3 separate regions of the Sus scrofa genome follow, and regions 1 and 2 are each linked to region 3. A link is a contact called in public HiChIP or PLAC-seq data. All regions are on one chromosome and are shown on one strand. The core of a region is the stretch at or near the end of the contact, and the rest is flanking DNA. Distances in the headings are between cores, read along the strand shown. Region 1 overlaps ADAMTS9 (A disintegrin and metalloproteinase with thrombospondin motifs 9). Region 2 overlaps ADAMTS9 (A disintegrin and metalloproteinase with thrombospondin motifs 9). Region 3 has its middle 480 kb from the start of ADAMTS9.

Region 1 (4,500 bases), core at 70-2,569, 580 kb before region 3:
ATGGTGCTTGTGTTGAGAGCTGTCCCCGAGTCACAGAGGCAAAGTATAGCCACTGAATCAAAAACTTGCTTTGGCCTTAACAAGCAGGTATCTTCCCGCCGAAGTCAAAACTACCGGCTTCGTAAAGGAAAGAGTATCTGCTTTTAAGTTGTCTACTTAAATCACTTTAGCACTTAATAATGACATGGAGTTATGCCGTGTCTTTAAAAACACACACGCAAATATATACAGTCTAGTTCTAGGAAAGGAAGCTATTTCTTGGCATCGGCACCAGGCCGGTGTGAGGTACGTGTATTCTCTGAAGTCACTTTGGCAATATCATAAAAAAAATTCATTCTGTCGTGGCTCACTATGAAAAGAGTAACAGACTATTTAAAGCACAGTTTCAGGGCTGTCTTGTAAGATCACGGTCTGTCTCAGAGGAGTGCCCCAAACACCTTGGAATTGGGTGTGTTAGTTTAGGTAGTAGGCTTAACAAACATGAACAGTTAAGGCCGTACCGAACTCCAAGGGCCAGTACTCCAAGCAGGGTCTTGAGGACAAGCCTGGGTGTTACACTGCTCTCGATCCGGAGGCTTATCGAGAATTTCACAGCTCAGATCTGGAAACCGTTCCCCGCTGGGCCTCTGACAGACCACAAGCCTTGTTCGCAAGCCTCCGCCACAGAGCTTAGAACACTGGAAGAAGGAAATGGAAGGCAGCAGTTATTTTGTCAGCAAATTTTCTTTTCCTGTAAGAAAAATGTCTTAGCTGGACTCTATGATGGCATCAGGCCAGCTAGGTCTGGATGCAGAATGAAGCCTATTTACCCTAAGTAATATATACAGCAGATGGGAAACTTCTGCCTTCATGGTAGGTACTGTTTACTGAGTGTGTGCGCTTCATCTGCACTAAGTGCTTTTATATTTATTTTCTCATCCAGAGGAGAGTGTTAATTATTTGCCACTTGCTATATATGGGGCAACTGAGATGAAGAGAGGTTAACTTGATCAAGGTCAATGGCCAGAGTCAAGGATAAGGTTACAGCCTCTGAGGTATTCAAAACTAAACATCAAACAAATAAAAATCTAAAAACCAGTCAGTACCAAATAAAGGAAATAAGGACTTAGCTGGTTTTATTTTCTGGCAACCTCTAAGAAGCCGTCATTGACTTTTGGCTCTTCTGTGACTCCAGTCTCCACAGCCCCCGTGACGTTAAAATATTTTACGATATTTCTGCATCTGAGGATAATGACGGCTATCCCCTAGGATGGGTAAACAGTGCAGTGGGAACGCTGGATAAGGTTCTGACTGTCGGCGAGACCCACGCTTCTGAGGCAGGAACAAGCTGTATTTCTTGCATAATCCCAAGGCGCTCGCATCCAGGAACACTGACAGTCTCTCCCCCCCACCCCCCCACAATGCTGTGTCAAGGCCAGATCTCCCACAGAATTTGGAAGGATCTGGTCCGTGCTGACAGCCAGCATCCCGGCAAATGCGTGTACTCGCCTGGCCTCAATCCAGTTACAGAAGCTGAAGCACAGGGCCCCATGGGACAGAACTTCACGAGGAGTTTTGGGAAACTCACAGTACACAAGTCTCCAAACCTGACTTCCCCTTCTGGCCTTTCAGAAAAACCTTGCAGGATGACGTACTCTCAATGAAAAGTCAACAAAACTCTCCATTAGGACTGCCTATGACTACCTGGTTACGTGTATGGGATCATGAAATGTGGGCATGTGATTTCGCTTAGCCAGAAGGGGGGACCAATATGCCCATGCATCTCATCTGTCTTTCACCCTGCTCTTGGTAGGGAGCGGGGTCTCCAAGATGTTAACCCTCATGTTTCATTTTTTAAATGTTAAGAGTCAAGACAGAACAACTCAACAAACTTTAAATACGTGCTCTCCCTGTGGATTCAAGAGTAGAGGGATATGGTCTTTGTTAACTAAACACAAAACAATAAGCATCTGAGTCCTACCCATGATAGTGGTTCAAAGTCCCATTCAATAATAATAGTCTTACCAATGATAATTATTAGCAATAACAATGATTATCCTTATTACAATAGCAGTGAACTTTAATTGAAGGCTATGTGCTGGGCTTTTGACAGACAGATTTCATAAAATAGACATGGATACTGTGAAGTGGGTGTCCTTACTACTCCCATTTACAGGTAACAATACAATAGAGATAGTTGGCAAAGTGATGTTATTTGTTAAAATTACAAAACATTTAAGAGCCATGAGTGGGAACTGGGCCCAGTTTTGTCTGTTCCAAATATCTGACTGCCTTTCAGTGGTCATAGTAGGTGGCTCTTAAAAGGTAACAGCTGAAGAATTTTATTATTTGAGACTACACAGCTAATTATTCACCTCTATGATTAGAATGCATCACCTTTGATAGGAATAACAACTCCTATTCATGATGGCTCCTCAGGGAATTGAAATATTGGGAGACATGATGCCATGGAACCAAGGGTACATTGCATACACCCCAAAAACCATGAAGAACATGGCAACATTTCCAGAGACTAATTTAACACATTTTTTTTCTTTTTATGGCTACACCTGTGGAAAATACAAGTTCCCAGGCCAGGGGTTAAATTGGAGCTGTTGCTGCAGCCTATACCACAGTCATAGCAACACCACATCCGAGATACGTCTGCAACCTGTGTTGCAGCTTATGGCAATGCTGGATCCTTAACCCACTGAGCAAGGCCAGGGATTAAACCCGCATACTCAGAGAGACAACACAGGATTCTTAATCCACTGAGCCACAATAGGAACTCCAGCACATTATTTTCAATCACTTTAAAAGTGTCCGTTAACAATTTAAACAGAGGTTAACAACTTTACCATTTTTCTGTATTTCTTTCTGATTTTTCTCTCCTATGTATTCAAGCTGTTTCTACTTGGTAATAAATGCACTGAAAGAGTCCAGAATTAAGGCAGGTCTCCTAATTAATCTGAAAATCAAGAAGCTTTAACTAGCTCTAGATTCCTTCAAATAAATTCCCTCAAATCAACTATGAACAGTAACACAGTTTGGTGGTTTTTTATTTTTTATTTTTTTTCTTCCCCCAAAGGATGCATAAATGGAGTTGGCTCTCACCTCTCCCCAGCTGCCGTAAGCCCACTGAGGGCAAGGGCCGGATTCACAGGCTCTCTGCTCATCTGGTTTGATTCTCTCCACACAATCATTGGCGGTGTATCCGTTTTCATCCTGACACACAACAACACGCCGCTGGGACCCACCAGCACAGGTACTGGAACACTGAACATAGCAAACATTAGTCAACAGGTTACTCCTCACCTCGCTCTCCATCTCAGGGCCACAAAAGCCACTGGCTGAAAGGTCTGAGACAAATTTGACAGGAGCTGTTCTCAAGTCATCTACAACGGACAGAAAGCAATCCTGAGGACCTCCCTTTCAAGGGGCTGTTTAATGTTCGAGTTTTATCAACACTGGAAGGCAGACACATACCTTCCCCTGTAAGCCTGATAGGTCTCAGTTGGTGTTTAATAAATGCCTCATGAGTGATCATGCCTCCTGATTTCCAAAGCTGTCCTATTTATGGTCCACATCTCTGAGTGGTACAGAGGTGCTGACTGACACCACCGTCTCCTGGGACATTCTTTTCAAAACTGCAAGTGCTTTTTGAGAACCAGGATTTAACTCCCCTTTCAACACAGGGGTCAAATCGCATGCTGAAGGAATTGCTGGTTGTTGAAATTAAGCTTCTCTATATATACACTCCTTCAATTACCCAAGGAAAACATCACAGAATGTCACTTACATATCATTTCTTTGCAGGTAATGTTCTTTTTTCTCTCTTCACAAAAGTGTCTACTTCCGTGGCAAATGGTAGCAAGATCTGTTTTCCTTCTTTATTTTTATTCCCCAATGAACTTGCTTTTATTCCCTATTGACAAACCTCTCTTCAGTGTGCTTTCAGCCTAGCGCTCCCTCTCATGGTTGTCACAGAATTGTGTTTGCCCTTCAGTTGATTTCTTACACAAGCTTCTCATAGTTCTCTTATTTATCTATATCTTGAGTGTTTTCTTCTTTTCCTATGTGTTTGCTAGTACCCTTCACTCTGACCCTTGACTTGGAAAATCTGTTTGTCCATAAAGCAACCATCTAATCCTCCAAGCAAGGCCATTCACATGAATAATCAAGCCTCAAACTGCATTTGCAACATTGTTTTGAGTTTCAGGTTCTGACAGCTGATTTGTGTGCTGTTTAATACCAGCTCAAACCAGTGTTATTTCAAAATAACGCTGCTTGGCTTTTTCCATAAAAAGATGTAAACACATATCTTTTTGGCTTATTGCACTGGACTTCTGCTCAATTTCCCTGCCCATGCTGGTCAAATTGTGAATGATTTTCTAATATACTGAGCTTGACTTTTAAGTATAGAGCAGGAAATAGATTTATGAATTCTGAGAAAATGTTTAGGTAACTTTTGGTTGATAACAATTCTACCCTATTCTCTGAGGGTGTGATATACTTACTCCA
Region 2 (4,417 bases), core at 38-2,537, 560 kb before region 3:
CTGTGTTCTACCAAATATTTATAGAAAAATTAAGCACTATTCCTAATAGCCAGAAGGTGCAAGAAATTCAAATGTCTTAGAAGGATGAACGGACAAATATATCCATATGTGGACTATTACGCAGCCATAAAAGGGGTGAAATACAGATGTGTGCTACCACATGGATTACCTTTAAAAATATTATGTTGGATAAAAGTAACCAGAGTCCCATGTTGTCATGATTCCATTTGTATGAAATATTTAGAAAAAGTAAATCCATGGAAGTAGAAAACAGATTGTTGGCTATAGGATTCAAGGGGAAATGGGAAGAAATAGGTAATGTAATGACAGCTTAATGGGTGTTTAGGGTGACAAAAATATTGTGGAATTAGAAGTGGTGGTTGCGCAATATTATGACTGTACTAAATGTCACTGATTTGTTCACCATAAAATGGTTAATTTTGCTATGCAAGTTTTACTTTAACAAAAATTGACCAAGTACAATCTAATATTAGTTCTTAAAACATAAGAAGAAAATCATAAATGTATTAACTTTGCAGTGTAGAGTTAATAATGTGATTTTCTTCTTTTTGTTAAATAAGGAGTATGAGATTAACAGATACACACCACTACATTTAAGATAGATAAATAACAAGGATTTACTGTATAGCACAGGGAACTATATTCATATCTTGTCATAACCTACAAAGGGAAATAATCAGAAAAAAATAGATATATGAAATTGAATCCCTTTGCTGTATAGCAGAACTAACACAACATTGTAAATCAACTATACTTCAATTTAAAAAAATTGGAAAAAACAGTCCTGTTAGTTCTAAAAGATGTTATATTCAAATCATAGCAGTAACCCTGAGGTGTGTTCTCCTCCTGTTACTATTCACAAGAGTTATGCAGATGTAGACAAAAAGGAGGCAAGATCTGAAGGGTTAAGTGAACCCCCCACCCCTGTTTACTCAGCGTAATCAAACACGATTAACCATTCTGAGTGAGGATGCTGTATAATGGGAAGGAGTCAGAAGGGCACTGGTGTTAAAGACAGAAATTGTCAGGGGGCAGTAATAAAGCTGCTCGCATTCACTGTACACAGGTTGGAAATGAAGACATAAGCTAGAAGGCTAAAGAGGCTGTGGCTCTTGCTGGATAGGGTAAAGGGAGAGTCATTCTTTAAAGAGATTACATAAGTGACAGCAAACAGCTGCCCTGCTTCTCTTGGGAACTTGGAGTGCTACTTAAATAGTACCGGGAATGCTTTTGCTTCTATATTAGGAAGGCTTCAACTCCAAGAGTAGTGGCTTCTCAGATGCAAGCCCAAGGGAGACTTTCACTCTTTCCTTTAAGAACTGTTCAAGTCGCTGTGGAACCTCCACTGGGGGGTTGGAAAAGATTCTTTCAAAGACAGACGATTTCCGTGACTTCTGATCTAATTAATTCTGTTTGAAGAGTCTGACTTATTTACAAGAGGTGAGCTTAGGGATCACGACACTGCAAGCCAAAATATCCTTGCCAAATCCCCAGTCCAGACCCTTCTGCCAAAGACGCTGGCGCTGGATCACATTCTGTAACAGACCCACAGCCACACGCTGGTAGATAACATCAGCCAGACATGAGATCTGTTGTGAATTTGTTCAAATGTGCGTGTGCTCAAGCTAAGGTTTTAACCCAAGGGTGAAGGCACGCACGTGGGTCTGGAAAGGGAATAATTAGCTCCAGGAGGGCAAGCAGCAACCCTCAGAAGTGGGGCAAAATGGTTGCAGAGTTGCTAGCACTTGGCGCCATGGAGGTACCTTTGCAAGCCACATGCCATAGGGGTTAAATCCCTGCTTCTGGAATGTCCCTCAACGAGCCTACTCCAGATAAGAAGGAAAGAATGTAGTTAAGAATGTTATCATTCAAAATACCTGTCCCCAGGGACCCGCCTGCCAGGACGCACATTCTGGCTGCTGACAGGTCTGCATGGAGGTTGGCTTGGTCTCAGGGTCACAGATCCTATCATTTAATCGATCTTCACCAAACTGACACCAGACTTGGCGGTGCTTATGCCCTTTTCCGCAGGTGACCAGGCACTGTAATAAAAGATACAGTCAGTCAGGGTCATTTCTGAACAATTCACTGTGGTTCCCAGGGCTGAGTAACTGATTTAGCAGGACTGAGGTAGGTTCTTTTCCCACAGCAATCCCTCTCTCTCCTTGCAATTGGTAAATACTTCAAGGCTCATGCTTTTCACGCCTTCACTCCTTCATTCATTCTGTCTTTAACCAGGATCTGGGCCAGTTTCAAGCACAGAATAAATTCAACAGTATCATGCTCTGAAATCCTGAAACACAGCCTTCATGGTTTGATAGCATAGGCATGAAAGGCATGGGAATTTATGAGTCAGACTAACCTGGGATTGACTGGTTGATTGATTGAGTGAGTGATTTTTGCTTTTTAGGGGCCCAACACTCTTGGCATATGGATGTTCCCAGGCTAGAGGTCAAATTGGAGCTATAGCTGCCTGCTTACACTATAGCCAGGGCAATGCTGTACCTGCGACCTATACCACAGTTCACAGCAACACCGGATCCCGACATACTGAGTGAGGCCAGGGATTGAACCTGCATCCTCATGGATACTAGTTGGACTTATTTCCACTGAGCCACAGTGTAAAATCCCAAGCTTAAAAGTTTTTGCACAGCAAAGGAAACCACTGACAAAGTGAAAAGACAACCTATGGGATAGGAGAAAACATTTGCAAATGATGTGACCAACAAGGGGTAAATATTTGAAATATACAAACAACGCACAACTCAATATAAAATAACCAAACAACCCAATCAAAAAATGGGCATAAGACCATGTCTACAAAAGGCAAGAAAGAGGCACTACTTTCTCTCTCTTGCTGGCTGAGGCCACCTGTGCCAAAATGGAGGGTTTGCCATTTGCCTCATCAGGTAAGGACAGTCAAGGCGTCAGTCTGGAATACTCAGCCTGGTCCTTTCGCTTTTCCTCAGGTTTTCCACCATCAACGGGATGAGTAATCAAATGGTCACTCACTGAGGTCCAATTCTCTTATTTCAAAGATAAAAGAATTGGAGAACCTCATTTTTTGACTTCAGATCTGAGCCAGAGCAGCTCTATAATTAATAAGGCCCCAATTTCCTTCATAGCAACTTTGCCAGGGATCAAAGAGGAAGGTAAGTGAGGAACTAGAACTTTAAAAATCACCAACAGACGTGTTCCCGTCGTGGCTCAGCGGGCAACGAATCTGACTAGCATCCATGAGGATGCAGATTCCATCCCTGGCCTTGCTCAGTGGGTTAAGGATCCAGTGTTGCCCTGAGCTGTGGTGTAGGTCACAAACACAGCTCAGATCCTGCATTGCTGTGGCTGTGGCACAGGCTGGCAGCTACAGCTCTGATTCGCCTCCTAGCCTAGGAACCTCCATATGCTGTAGATATGGCCCTAAAAAGCCAAAAAAAAAAAAAAAAAAAAAAGTCATCAACAGAAGCTCCCATGATGACTCTGAGGTTTCCAGTGGACCAGTCAGGTTCATTACGACAGACATGGGGCAGGTGGAAGGCTGGAGTTGTTTCCTCAAGGGGAGGTGGAAGAAAGGTACAGCTGGTTTAGCCTTGAACTAACCTGGGGAGGCTCAGAACTGAGTATCACAGATGACCCGGGGAAAACAAGAGCCCTCCCATCTCACCTCTGACCAGTGTCCCGATTTCCACTGTGGACAAGAGAATTCATTACACCTCTGAACGGTGACTTTCTCTTGATGTGTGCATTTGCTGTCATCCAGTACATCATTACGGGTGTTGACACAAATAGCCCTTCTCCTCTGGGTTCCACCATCACAGCTTTTAGAACACTGAAAGGAAAGAAAAATAAATAAATAAAACCTGTTGCTAACTCTCTCATCAAGCATGCTTAAGACACTGGCTAGGCTAGCTTGTCTCTTCCAATCCTTAAGAAATAACCAACCAACAAACCCTGGTCAATTCCACTTGTTACTTGAGGTGTATCTGTTCATATCATTAATTTATTTACCAGGTTTATACTGAGTCTTTATTAGCAAACAGGCATAGGAAAACAAAGCAGGAAATGGCCTGTGGGGTGTGAAAAAAGTGACTGGTTGAGTTGTTCCATCACTCCCAATTTTCTACCTGCCATGCCCAAGCCAGACATTACAAATGGATCATGGCACCATTTTCTTCAGTTTTAATGGGGGGGGGAAGGCATTATAAATCAATCATGGTACTCTAAATGGGGTTTCTCAGTGCAGCCCTGCAAGGCTGATCATCAACTAATTAGACTTAGTGCTCAAGAAGAAGGCTCTCTGAGTGAAAAGCAACTTACTTCAGTCCAAGCAGAATAGCGCCAGCCACCTGTGTTGCATTCTCCTGAACATTTTTCCCGGTTGCTTGGTTTGGGGTGA
Region 3 (4,244 bases), core at 1,114-3,613:
ACACCAGATCTGAGCCACATCTTCAGTCTACACCACAGAGCATGGCAATGCCAGATCAAACTCACACACTCATGGATACTAGTCAGGTTCGTAACCCACTGAACTACAATGGGAACTCCCTGTCTCTTATTACGCCACCCTACTCTCCCATGTGGTAGAGGAATGGAGACACCACTGGAAAATTCTCCCCATTCAGGCTGGTTGGAATTCCCATTTCCAGCCTCTCCATGTGCTCCCAAAGTGCAAACTTCCTCACACACCTCTGAAGCCAGGGTAGCAAATCTTTTGGAATACTCTAAACACAGATGAGTCAGTGCAGTCAAACACTTGGCCAATTCTAGCATAATTTCTAACTAGGACCAGAAATGCCAGATACAATGAGTCCATCAGTGATTAGCCCTAGTACCTTAGGCAAGTCATTCAACTTCTGTTTGCTATGTTCTCCTAAAAGGTAAACTTATGTTCCCTGTGGTGTCTTCGCTCCGGGTCATGATTTTCTATAGCGGGACAGTTTTCTGGTGCTATTCTCTTAGACGTGTATCCCTGGTAATGTTCTTACTATCAAATACTACTCAAATGATGATATAGCAAGAGAGCCTCAGCATGGAAATACGAATCTGAATTCCCAACCCAGCCCTAACCTCAGTTAGTCTCGTGTTGCCTTGAGAAGGCACTAAACTTGGGCGTCCAAGTTGTCACCTACAAAACGAGGGAACTGAAGTAATTGTCTCCATATTTCCTTCCAGCTCTATGCTAACAATACCCCTTCAGCGTAACAACTATTTTAAGACTGGACTTGAGGTAACTTAAATGTTACCGTCACGGAAAATTTCAGATGCCTTTGTTCAATAAAGGAAGTACCAGGACACTGTCAAATATGGAATTCTCTTGTATACAAGTGGCAGGAGGAAAAAAAATGTAAGAAAGCAACCTCTTAGCAAGGATTCTGAGAGACTCTCTGAAGTAATATCCCTGAGAGGATATAGCTGCTCACTAAGAGGCCTGGAGCCTGACAGAGCAGGAGAGACAACACATAGAACACTTTCCCTTGTAATCTGTGGCTCGTCTTTCATGGTCTGTGTTTTCTGCCCCTCTCTTGATTCCATTTATTGGTTAACTACAAATAGTTTCCTTGGCCTGGTGGTAAGCCCTATTTGTGATTTATAAGATGGATTCCAAAGCAATCTTTGTTTTGTTGCAGGCAGAGAAATTGGCTCGCTGGACCTCTGGCCTTTGGAGTTCTGAAGGAGGCTTAACCTGAGCAGAATATTATGTCTGAGGAGCCAAGCAGTCCCTGGGCGGCTACAATCGTATATCCATAGCCTGCCAGAAAATATGCTTTTGTTCAGGAATCATTTTCAAGTCACTGCCCATGCCTCTCCACAGAAACAAATGCCATTCAGTCATTATTTTCTCTCTGACCTGTACTTGAATACACATACATTTCTCCATGGTATCAAATGCTCTTCTGCCAAGACTCTGGCCTCAAACCATTCTCTTAGAAGATGTGAACAGAGGACACCTAGCTTCACAGCACAACTCATTTTGCTTATGTGTCCTGTTTGGTGAACCTAATCACATCTTCCATATTAAAAGCAGCAAAAAAAAAAAAAAAAAAAAAAAAAACAATGAGAGATGTAAAATTCAAAGATGAGGATGGCCAAGTGTGGTATTTGATGCTCTTAAGAAATGAGGAGGGTTGGAGGTCCCGCTGTGGCACAGTGGGTGAATAATCTGACTACAATGGCTAAGGTCGCTGCCAAGGCATGGGTTCAATCCCCAGCTGGCCGAGTACAGTAGGTTAAAAGATCCAGCATTGCCACATCAGCAGGTCAGATTCAATCCCCGGCCCCAGGAACATCCATATTTCATGGGTGCAGATAAGAAAGAAAGAAAGAAAGAAAGAAAGAAAGAAAGAAAGAAAGAAAGAAAGAAAGAAAGAAAGAAAAAAATGAGGAGGGTAGAAAAAACATTTGTAGAGCATTTACTACAGGTTAAGTTTTAAGTGTATTTGTCAAATTAAATTGAAATGACAGAGGTGGGGGTGGGACCTGAACCCAGGTTTTGTTGGCTCCAAAGCCTGAGTTTTTTCCTTACTCCTAAAATACCTGATTTTGATTTAGTACAGTTGGGAGAGCATGGCCCTCGTTTCCTAAGTCAGACTCAACCTTGATATATTTAACCTAAGGTTTCCCATCTGACAATCAGGGCTTCTTTCTACAATATTTTCCTAATGCCCCAGAAAGTACAGTTTTTCTCTAGAAAAAGCTCTTAGAATTTTACTATCTTGCTTACTTGAAAAGTCAGATTACACTCCACATTCAAAACAAAATAGCTCCCCCTACAGCTTTTACTCCGTCCACATCCTCTGCTTTGGCAAAGGACCCTGAGAACCTCAGGTCTGATGCAGGATGGCTGAGCTGGGTGTTTGCCCTTTATTGATGGTCATAATTTCTAGTCCATTGGTTTAGAGAGGATTAGCAGGTACAGGCTAGGGACTGGGAGATGTCCCTTTAGCATTTTCCATACTTTCAGCAAAATAAATCTATATACCTTGTTCTGATTTTGCCTGGCTTTCTGGAGCTTCAGTTCCCTTCTGACTTGCAACGCAGCATAACTGACAAAGGCAGGCTCTGTCAGCCTTCCAAGTGCTAAGATTCCTCTGTGACATCAGGAGTCCCAGCTTGGCTTGGCGCCCACTCCTTCCCCGGAACTGTTTGGAACCCCACAGGGCTGTGCGTCAGCATCACTTCGGAAAGCGGCACCAGCATGCTCTCCTGCGGGTGACTGCCAGGGAGGCCGGCCAGTGATGCAAGGACTGATGGGAACTCTCTGTAGTGTCATCAGTGCCCAGGGGCATGGGAACGTTCTACATTTGAAGTGGCCTAATGTCATTTGCTCTCATCATTATCCCTTCCAACAGCTAGCTGTCTCCACCCCTCTTCCATGTCATTCCCTCTCCTAGAGCATTTTTCCAGGAAATTCGGGGACAGGGGGAAGAGAGGACCGTTGCATATCCGTGCAAACCCGACCTACGTGAATAAATGATGTGAGATGGCTAATGATCAGGCTTCCAACCACCACTACCTAAATTAAAGATGTTAAAGATGATTAAATGAGAAAAGGCAGCTGAAATGTGCCCTGTAGAACTGAAAGCGCAAAGAAATCATAATAGCTACCAGGTCATGAGTTCTTCACATGTGTAACAACCTTACATGTAATATTTCACTTAATCTTCAAAACAGGCTTGGGAGGTCAGATCTATTAATAGATTCATTCTGCAAGAGGAGGAGAATGAAACTGAGAGAAGTTAAATAATTCCACCAAGATGATACAGCTATCAAATCGCAGAGTGAAGAAGTGAACCTGTATCTGTATGACTCCAAAGTCCATGGTCTGAGCGCCCTGCTGCACTGCTCCCCAAAACAGATGCCAGTTGATGAGAAGCTGTTTATAACAGAAAATATGATCAGATACTAGGAATGATATTTAGATACTCAGATACTTGAGAAAACAAATGTTAAAACATGAGCATGCTTTTCCCCTGAAGTTGTAATCTGCATCCATAAATTCTTTCACCTTGATGACAGGACATGATAATTAACATGTATAGAATGACTTGTGGCTTTTTAAGCATTTCCACATAGGCAGAATCTATGACAAACAGAGGGCAGGAGTCATTGTTATTCCCACTTTCTAGGCAAAACAACTGAGGCTAAAGGAGATTAAGTGACATAGCTAAGAGTCCATAGTTTTAAAGCAAGAGTCTTCTAGTTTTTGGTTCACGGTTTTTTCTACTTCCCTGAGATGTCGGACTTGGGAACAAATGGTAACTTCAACATTTCACCTCCCACCCACAGCAAAACTTTTCCTTCAGACCTGCCTTCCTCCTTAACAAGACAACTCTATCCAGAGATGGGATATAGTCATTTATTTGCATTTATCCTCCCTGACTATCCAGCTTCTTCAGAAAATTCCCCAAGTTTCCTTGACCAGATGAGAGTTGTGAGCAGTGGAAAGAATTACAAAGCAGGAGGAATGAATGGAAGTGTGGCAGACTAAACAATCTGGGGACGACATTGCCTAAACTGGTGGATTTATTTTCATTGAGTAGTTTAATTCGAGCCATGATTATCCCTCCCTTGTCAATGGTATCAACGGAACGACACCCTAAGAGTCCCTGCGACCCAGTCTAGCCACTTGGATCCATTTCTCAGTGAACCAGTGTAATCTTACAAAAAATG

What was found. HiChIP or PLAC-seq counts read pairs in DNA pulled down with a chosen protein or histone mark.
Region 1: an H3K27ac HiChIP or PLAC-seq map of skeletal muscle shows a contact between it and region 3, with 7 times the contacts expected there. The contact joins two enhancer-like sites. A contact is called at or near these places in 2 of 47 Hi-C or Micro-C datasets (retroperitoneal adipose tissue and skeletal muscle) and 1 of 2 datasets of contacts at active chromatin or transcription factors (skeletal muscle).
Region 2: a contact with region 3 is called in an H3K27ac HiChIP or PLAC-seq map of skeletal muscle. The contact joins two enhancer-like sites. A contact is called at or near these places in 1 of 47 Hi-C or Micro-C datasets (retroperitoneal adipose tissue) and 1 of 2 datasets of contacts at active chromatin or transcription factors (skeletal muscle).

The regions. Positions count from the first base shown.
Region 1 is chr13:46,107,167-46,111,666 of Sscrofa11.1, forward strand. It overlaps ADAMTS9 (A disintegrin and metalloproteinase with thrombospondin motifs 9), which reads right to left. Exons shown (of 40, transcript XM_003132298.6): 27 at 3,094-3,255; 28 at 501-677. Among named protein-coding and RNA genes, the nearest start is that of ADAMTS9, 100 kb to the right of the region's middle. Within about 2 kb of position 1,320, at least 19 of the 83 cell types and tissues checked have an H3K27ac peak or open chromatin away from gene starts, as enhancers often do. A contact at or near this core is called in retroperitoneal adipose tissue and skeletal muscle, where this site is marked.
Region 2 is chr13:46,123,369-46,127,785 of Sscrofa11.1, forward strand. It overlaps ADAMTS9 (A disintegrin and metalloproteinase with thrombospondin motifs 9), which reads right to left. Exons shown (of 40, transcript XM_003132298.6): 20 at 4,339-4,417; 21 at 3,686-3,850; 22 at 1,899-2,063. Among named protein-coding and RNA genes, the nearest start is that of ADAMTS9, 84 kb to the right of the region's middle. Within about 2 kb of position 1,288, at least 26 of the 83 cell types and tissues checked have an H3K27ac peak or open chromatin away from gene starts, as enhancers often do. A contact at or near this core is called in skeletal muscle, where this site is marked.
Region 3 is chr13:46,683,263-46,687,506 of Sscrofa11.1, forward strand. No RefSeq gene overlaps it. Among named protein-coding and RNA genes, the nearest start is that of ADAMTS9, 480 kb to the left of the region's middle. Within about 2 kb of position 2,364, at least 20 of the 83 cell types and tissues checked have an H3K27ac peak or open chromatin away from gene starts, as enhancers often do. A contact at or near this core is called in retroperitoneal adipose tissue and skeletal muscle, where this site is marked.